2 separate regions of the Rattus norvegicus genome follow, and region 2 is linked to region 1. Evidence: chromatin contacts called from public Hi-C data. All regions are on one chromosome and are shown on one strand. Each heading gives the region's core, a stretch centred on a gene start, on an enhancer-like site or on the middle of the called end of the contact. The rest is flanking DNA. Distances are from core to core; before and after follow the strand shown.

Region 1 (4,146 bases), core at 960-3,459:
TGGTTCTTGTCCCTGGAGGACAGTGCTCTAAGATTGAGCTGTGGGTGTCAGGGTGGCTCACTGTTAATGGTACACAAATGCCTCTCGCTCTCCCAGTGGGCAGAGGCATATCTAGCCCATGGGTTACATGACCCTATAAGCTGATATTTATATGTATAAAGATGAGTTTATAGAAGTATCTCCAATTCCAGTCCCAATTAGAGCACACTTAAGGCCTCTTACTTATAACTTCTCCAACAGTAACAAATCGAAATTTGTATCTAAATCAATTAACTTGTTTTAAATTATATACAGAGAACAATTTATTAGTGTTGCTATTCCATTTTAGGTGCTCTGTACAGCATTTTGGCAGCACTTCCTGAGGCTTTGGGGGATGCTCCTATAGTGTAAAGAGTGAAAGATGAAGATGTGCACACAGCCACTGTCTCCTACTCAGGGTGTCTGTACACTCCAGTCCTTGGGGGTGTGACACCATCTTACTTGCACTGGGGGATAGCTTGACTTTTTCATACTTTTTCTCATGCCTTTTATTGAATTCTCTAATTTATATGGTTGCTACCAATAATACATTATTGGTATTAATGCAAGTGGTTATCCTTGCTTTATTTGTATCCTAAATAGAAATGCCTTGGGAGATGATCTATAACACAACCATACCTAGGATCGACACACTTCAGCCCATCCACGACACAACCACCTAGGATCGACACATTCAGCTTTATCTATGACACAACCATCCCCAGGATCTTTGCACTTAAGTATGCTGACAATGCCATCTCCTTCGTCCTCAAATCGTGTCTAGGGATTAGATTTCTGTTAAAGATTATGTCCACTTACATTTATTTTCATAGTCTATGATAATAATAGAAGTGCTCCTACTGAATCATTCTAGACTTTCTGGGATAAATGCCACTGGGTTATGGTGTCTTAATACGTTTTCTAACATATAACTAGATTCTGGTGCCATGCTTCCTTATAAATCTACATTAACTAGGTTTTGAGGATGATTCTTCTAATTAGAAATAGGTAAAACTGGATCAAGTCAGCCATTATAAGTATTTTTTAGTAGAATAAACGAGATATTGTGACTTTATACAGAATGTAGAGAAAACTGGCTAATCTATATGATTTGGCAAATTGATACACATCTAATAAATGTCCTTTGTATGTGCCTGTGATGTTACTATGGTTCATTTAGATCATTATGGAAACCCACCCCCAGGCATGTCTGTGAGGGATTTTCTAAATCAGATGAATCGAGGTGGGAAGAGCCACCCTAAGTGGGTGGCATTATTTAGGGGGCTGGAGTCCAGGGCTGGGTAAGAAAGGCTGGGAGAGATGAGTCAAGCATTCACCTCTCTGCTTCCTGGCTGTGGAGGTGATGTGAACACCTGTTCATGCTCCAGCCACTGTGTCGTCCAGCCAGGGCAGAGCACACCCAGACTGTGGGCCATTGCATTGCTTTTGTGAACTCTTTGTCCCAGCACCAAGAAAAGGAACTAATACAGAGCTTAGCATATGTAACAGCAAGGTGTGGGTGGGGCGGCTGGCCCTGATCCTCCAGAACTGCACACTTCCCACGGATGAACACTGGGATTAACACTCATGTTTTCAATTTCCTTCTATGTTTACTGCATGGTATGTCTCGTTATAGTGTGAATCCCACAAGAACAGGGACCTCTGTGTGCTTCACTCTTTGCTACTTGAGACTCTGGTCTCTAGAACCAGACATATTCAGTAAGCGTTCAATATATATTTGTTGACAAACGAATAAATGACTGCTTATTCCAGAAAGCAAACTTAGACTAATAGCTAATTAGATTTTTGTATGAGTTAACAGTAATCATGTAATTTTATCTTGTTATTCTAAGTCAGAATTAGACAACCTCTTTCTTTTTCTTAATAAACTGGCAGATAGTAAATATTTTAGGCTTTGAGACCATATGTTCTCTGCCACAACTACTTAACTCAGTGATTGTGAGTAGTTTAAAAGCAGCCACTGATGATACATGAAATGGCAAAAATAGAATTTTATTTACAATACTGTGTAATGCCCTGGAATCATCCCACAGGCACTGTCCCCTTATAAACAATTCTATAAGTAAGAAAGCATGCAGGACAGCTGCTCTGGAAGGCCAGTAAACATGAGGGAGTGTTTTGTGAGAGCAGCAGCAACAGGCCACCTGATACACCTCTCACGCCAACAGCAAGGCTTGCAGAAGCACGCTGGAGCATGCCTTGGGGCTGGAAAGAGGACACACGTGCCAGGTCTCAGACACTAATGTGCCTCCCAGTCTCTAGAGGTCCCGAGACTTACAAGGCCCCTTCCTGTTGTTAAACCAGAAAGGAATTCAGGGTGTGGGGAAGGATTGGGGGGTGCTGTCCTGTGGAGATGCTGGCAAGTTGTACACAAAGCTCCAGGGACTCTGTCTTCTTAAACCATCACACATGCTAGGGCAAGCTCTTCAGGGATGAGGCTGCCTGTGAGTCACCTATAGGTTGACTTATACGCTCCTAAGTAACAACAAGCTCTCTAGCTCACTAAGGTACACCTGGTGGACACGTTTCTTTGGTCTGTTGTTGGTGGCCTCTCTCGTTAATCGACACTTCCTCCCTTTTTCCAGGAGAAACCACACAATAATTTGGCCAGGCTTGTGGCAGACTCACTGCCCTCTGCAGCAGTTATAGCGTGTGCAGGTCTAAGAGCAAAATGATTTCCCTGGCTCTTAGAACAAACAAAAGAGAATAAACAACTTTCTGGGTGAGCTATGATTGCACAGGTCATACAGACAGTGTTGTTGGGAGGACAGAAGAGAAACACAGTGAGTGAGCGGGGTGCCACAGTGACTCTGCTAAACGTTCCTGGGCTCCAGTCTCCTCCGCTACTATAGCAGATAAGATCAAGAACTGAACTACAGCTCCTCTGGGTGCGTGCATGTGTGTGCGTGTGTGCAAGCGTGTGTGTGTGTGTGTGTGTGTGTGTGCGAGCGTGTGCATGCATATGTGTCAATGTGAGAGTGAATGTGTGAGTGTGTGAATGTGTGTAAGAGTGAATGTGTGAATGTGTGTACATACTTCCCCTCCCCATGACTCATGGATGAAGTGGAAGGACAGCCTGTAGGGTTGGCGCTCTGCCCAGTGATCAGCTCAGGCAGCCAGCCTAGCAGCAGGGCCTTCACCCACCGAGCACCTCACCAGCCCACGGATCTGTCCACAGATTCAAGCCTTTGTCACTAAGCAGCTCATGGTCACTGAGGTGACTAGCCAACAAGACTGACCAGGGATTGTGATTTGCAATCCTTCAGATTTACTGATGTCTTGATTTCCTAGTAGACTATCATTAAGAGTATAAGGGTTTGCTATGTGGGTATTCTGTTGAAATGCTTTAGACATTCAAACCCAACTACTCCAAGTTTATCTTCAAACTTACACACCTTTCTCTGGACACTGCCCTCTCCCTCCCTACATGTGTGTGTGCATAAACACATGCTCCAGCTTTCGGGGATGGGCTCTCTTCTCATCATGTGGGATTGGACTCAGGGCATCGCCTGGCAGTCTTTACCTGCTGAGCCGTCTTACTCCACTTCTCTCCCCTTCTGCATTTTCTTTTGCCCAAAGCCGTCTAACAGGAACACAGTAACCTGCCATCAGCACCCATCCTCCAGATTCCCTTATTTTCCACATTGACACAGATGTTACAGTGAGGGAGGGAAGGGCTAGTGGGTAATGCACAGCGGCCAGTGTACTGCACACTCCCTCCAACCCAGCCTCCTGCCACAGACCTGGGAATCTCTCTCTCCTCTCCCTCCACATGTATGCATGGATGTATGTATATGTATGTATCTATACACACATCCATCCATCCATCCATCCATCCATCCATCCATCCATCCATCCATCCATCCATCTATCTATCTATCTATCTATCTATCTATCTATCTATCTATCTATCTATCTTCTTGTGTGCCTGGGTTTCAGAGGACAACCTGGGAGGAGTCAGTTCTGTGCCTATGCCGTGTGGGTCAGGGGGATTGACCTCAGGTCACTAGGCTTGGCTGTAAAGCACCTTCACCGACTGAGCTAACCTTGTAGCCTTTTAACTTGTTAATTAAAGCACATTTCATCTGCTTGTACATGAAGTCAGTT
Region 2 (4,079 bases), core at 1,249-3,748, 140 kb before region 1:
TTGATCTAATGAAGTACTGTCAGGTAACAGTGGCCTTGACCCAGAACTCCTAGGCTTGTCCCTTGGCCCAGGACACAGCGTTGGTGATGAAGACAGGCAAGAGGTTGCAAGGCAGGTCTGCCAGGCAGCGTGTGGGTGTTGGGGTAATGGTCACTGGGACTCCTTGTTTCATCCTCTTTATTCAGGCCAGTTCCTAAGGTGCTGGAGGAAGATGTACCTTGTCCCAGGACTCTGTCCTTCCCGGTGATCTTCATAGCACAGCACGGACAAACCTTCCTTACCTCGGCAGACACTTTCAGAGCTCAAAGGAACCTTGGGTGTTTTCTTTTGCAACCATCTTCTTTCCCAGGTAGGAGGCCAGACTGGGTTCATGCCTGGCCTCTGTGCCTCAGTTTCTTCATTAGTAAATTACAAGTAATAGCTTCTGCTGTGTGCCTGGGGCACTTTCACACACATTATCTCCAGCTCTCAACACCCTGGCAAGAGAGCAGCTCACCCACCTGAAGGCACCTGGGCTTCAGGTATCTTTCCCGAAGCCACAGGACCAGCAGAGCAGGTTCTAGGGAAGGAAGGAAGCCACCATAACTAGGATTCCCTCACTCTGGGAGCAGGCTGCCCCACAAGGTCTTGGATCCTGCTACCAGTTTGAATCACTTACAAACCCCTGCAAAGTCACGCTGCCTTCAAACTCTAGTGCTTCTTCCGTTGAGATGCTCAAATACTACTGCGGAGGTTCTCCCTACTGCGGAATCTGAGAACCTTGGTCCCGGATACACATGTTTGAGGCTCAGGACAAGTCTGTTCCAGGAAATGTTCATAGGGGTAGCAGGAGGCCTAGTTAGAGTGAATGGCAATCACACACGAGGCCTTGGGGCTCCGTCTCTAGCCACAGCACGAAACTGGGCACGATGACACAACCCAGAACTGCAACCCTCAGGAGGTAGATATAGGAGAGGCAAGAGTTCGAGGTTATCCTTGGCCTTGTCTACCTGAGGTCCTGGAGGGTGGGAAGAGAGGACAGGTTGTCAGAAAAGGTTGATGGATGTAATTTGAGCACTCCAGAATCTTGAGTTTGGAGGCAGCCTGGACTAGAGAGACCCCATTACCTTTCCATTGCTGTGATAAAATATCATGAATCCAAATGACTTAAAGAAAAGGAGCTCATTATGGGCTTATGTTTCCGGGGAGGAGGAGCCCATCACGATGGGAGGGAGGGATGGCACCAAGTAGCAGTGTGGCAGAGAGGACAGAAACCTGAGAAACCATGCAACAACATCAAGCATGAAGGAGAGAGAGAGAACTGGAAGGGGTAAGGTTATAAACTCTCAAAGCCCCGCCCCCAGTGACATCACTTCCTCAGCAAGGTTGGTTGCACCACTCCTCCCCCCACCCCAAAACAGCTCCATCAACCTTGAGCCCAAAGGGGACATTTCTCAGTTAAGCCACCAGCCTCTGCTCCTTGGCCCCATAATCTTGTAGCTGAATCGTGATATAAAATGTTTTTACTTTAACTCCACAAGTCTTCATAGTCGTTCACAGTCACAATGTGGTTTTAAAACCCAACTGTATAGTCTCTTCCAAGGCTCAGGACAGTCCCTCAACCATAACCCCCTGCAGTGTCAAAAAGCAAGTCACCTAGTTCTGGGACTTCAAAGTGCTTCAAAGTCTCCACCCTCATGGTTTTGCTATCCATAGCACACATCTCTCTTGGCCTAGTTCCATTCCATATATGCAGCTCTCTGAGGTAGATGTCCCATGTCTCTTGCATCTCCAACATCTTGGGGGGCTCCACTAGGGCCCAGGCTTTACTTTCATAGCGTCACTCACTGGCCTTTCCGGGTCTGTTGCCCTCTCAAAGGGTTTTCACGTTGTGGTGGTGACGTTGGTGGTAGGAGGAATGATGTCCATGCTGCATCCATACCAGACCCTCTGATCATGTCCCTTCTTTTCCCATTTTCTCCACAAAAAGGTCAGTACTGCTGGCATATGGTGTGTGTGTATGTGTGTGTGTGTGTGTGTGTGTGTGTGTGTGTGTGTGTGTGTGTGTGTATGGACTTGGGTCAGTATGTATGCAGACACTTTGTCTTTAATATCTCTGAAATTTACTAAACTCCCAAAGTCTTAAAATAAAAATAGGGTTAAACCATTTGGATCTTCTGTTTAAAAAAAAAAAAAAAAAAAAAAAGAACCAGCCAACTGTAGTTATAGGCAATTAATGTGATTCTGGGAGGGCTCTGGTGCAAGATAATGGAAAAGCTGATTAGAAATGAGCCAGGGGTAATTAGGAAGGTCGGAGCAGTCCCTGAGCTCTAAAGGAGAAAACTCTGACTCTGGCTGCTCCCAGGCACTGGGGTCTCTCCACAGCAACCTGGTGGCCAGCGGGGTGGGGGTGGGGAGCTAGCCAGGGAAGGCTGAGTTCAGCCTTGTGTAGGGAGGCAAGGTGAGGATGAGGGAGGACAGGAGTGGGGCTCTCTGTGGTCCTGCAGCTTCAGAAAGGAGACAGCTAAAAATAAACTCAGAGAAGGGCAAGGGAAACGAGAGCAGGAGGGAGGAGCCTTGGAGAACAGAAAACAAGATTCTGGCCTGGAAAGGCACCGTTGCCAGGCTGGGGACAGGAGCCAGAGAGGCCAGGGGTCCTCACCCCGATGTGGACAGACTGGCTCCCTCCCGGTCCCCTCAGCAGCCCCCTGGCTTGCATCCGTGCATTCTAAATTTATCTCCTCCTCTGGGTCCTGTTCTTCTCTCTCCTGAGTCTCTCTGATCTCTTTTGAATGTTTGATGTTTGCTCTGCTTAGATGCTATTGCATATTCTTTCCCTACAGCAATGAGAGCTAGGTGACCAGACCAATGAACACAGCAGCGGCAGCAGCAGCAGCAGCAACAGCAGCAGCAATCCCCCCTCCCCCCTCCCCCCCACCCCCCCACCCCCCCACCCCCCCCACCCTCCGGGATCGAATCACCTGCAGTTGGAGCTGAGCTAGAACTAATCTCAAACACCATGGAGACCCTGCGCGCTTTGCCTAGGGACCTGAGCGATGGTCACAGAGCCTCAGTTGGTTTTTGGCCTCATCAGCTCTCAGAGGGTTTCTGTCCTCCATGGTGTGATTTCCAGACAAGAGGACTCCTTCTTGCACAGTGTAAGGAGCCCAGATCTCAGAAAAGGCTTCTCTTCAGGGCACATAGGGGACAGCTCCACCCTTCAGAGGATCATGGCTTCCTTATAAACCTAGTTGTGTCACATGGGTCTCCTCAGTAATGTGATGTTTACTTTGTATCAGGGAGACTGCTGTAGGTTACAAGAATGTATTACAAAGCTACATTGTAACAAACTAAAGAAGGCTGTGGGGTCTGCAGCCAGGTTACAATCCCAGCCCTTCCTTCTCTTCCTCCTCTTAGCCTTAGCCCTGTGTCGTCCACCCCGGACCCCGCAGCTGTAAGACTGACATAGCCTTTCTGAAACCAAAGCTCTTGCCCATCAGGGATGAACCTGCCTCACAGGGTTACTGTGAATATTTAAACATTAAGGATTTACTGTGCTTGGTTTGTCTTGGCATGATGCAAATGATCACAATAATCACTTTTATTACCATTATTTCCCATGGGCAGTAGTCAGCCATTGGCCTAATGGCCTACTGGAGAAATGACACCATTAATGGTTTATCAAGTCTCAAAGCAGAGGCCAGCAGGAGCTACGAAAGCCTGCTAAGCGGGACCTGTACCCTGTGGAACCTCATGTACAGACTTCACTGCCCAGAATCCTGTCACCTAGTTTTGAAAAGTCCTGCCATCCTGAGGGACTTTGCCATCCCTACCTTATGAGCTGGAGTTATCACCGAGAAAGGAGCCTCAGTTGAGGAAATGCCTCCATGAGACCCAGTTAGTTGTAAGGCATTTTCTCAACTAGTGATCAAGGTGCGAGGACCCAGCCCATTGTGGGTGGTGCCATCCCTGGGCTGGTGGTCCTGGGTTCTATAAGAGAGCAAGTCGAGCAAGCCAGGGGAAGCAAGCCAGTAAGTAACGTCCCTCCATGGCCTCTGCATCAGCTCCTGCTTCCTGGCCTACTTGAGTTCCAGTCCTGA

What was found. A called contact is a pair of places that touch in the nucleus more often than the background predicts.
Region 2: a Hi-C map of Schwann cells shows a contact between it and region 1, with 10 times the contacts expected there. The contact joins two enhancer-like sites. A contact is called at or near these places in 7 of 12 Hi-C or Micro-C datasets (Schwann cells, frontal cortex, hepatocytes and 4 more).

The regions. Positions count from the first base shown.
Region 1 is chr1:48,239,279-48,243,424 of GRCr8, reverse strand. The region is part of intron 5 of Arid1b (AT-rich interaction domain 1B); the gene reads right to left. Among named protein-coding and RNA genes, the nearest start is that of Ldhal6b, 160 kb to the left of the region's middle. Within about 2 kb of position 2,209, at least 5 of the 93 cell types and tissues checked have an H3K27ac peak or open chromatin away from gene starts, as enhancers often do.
Region 2 is chr1:48,376,745-48,380,823 of GRCr8, reverse strand. No RefSeq gene overlaps it. Among named protein-coding and RNA genes, the nearest start is that of Ldhal6b, 26 kb to the left of the region's middle. Within about 2 kb of position 2,498, at least 9 of the 93 cell types and tissues checked have an H3K27ac peak or open chromatin away from gene starts, as enhancers often do.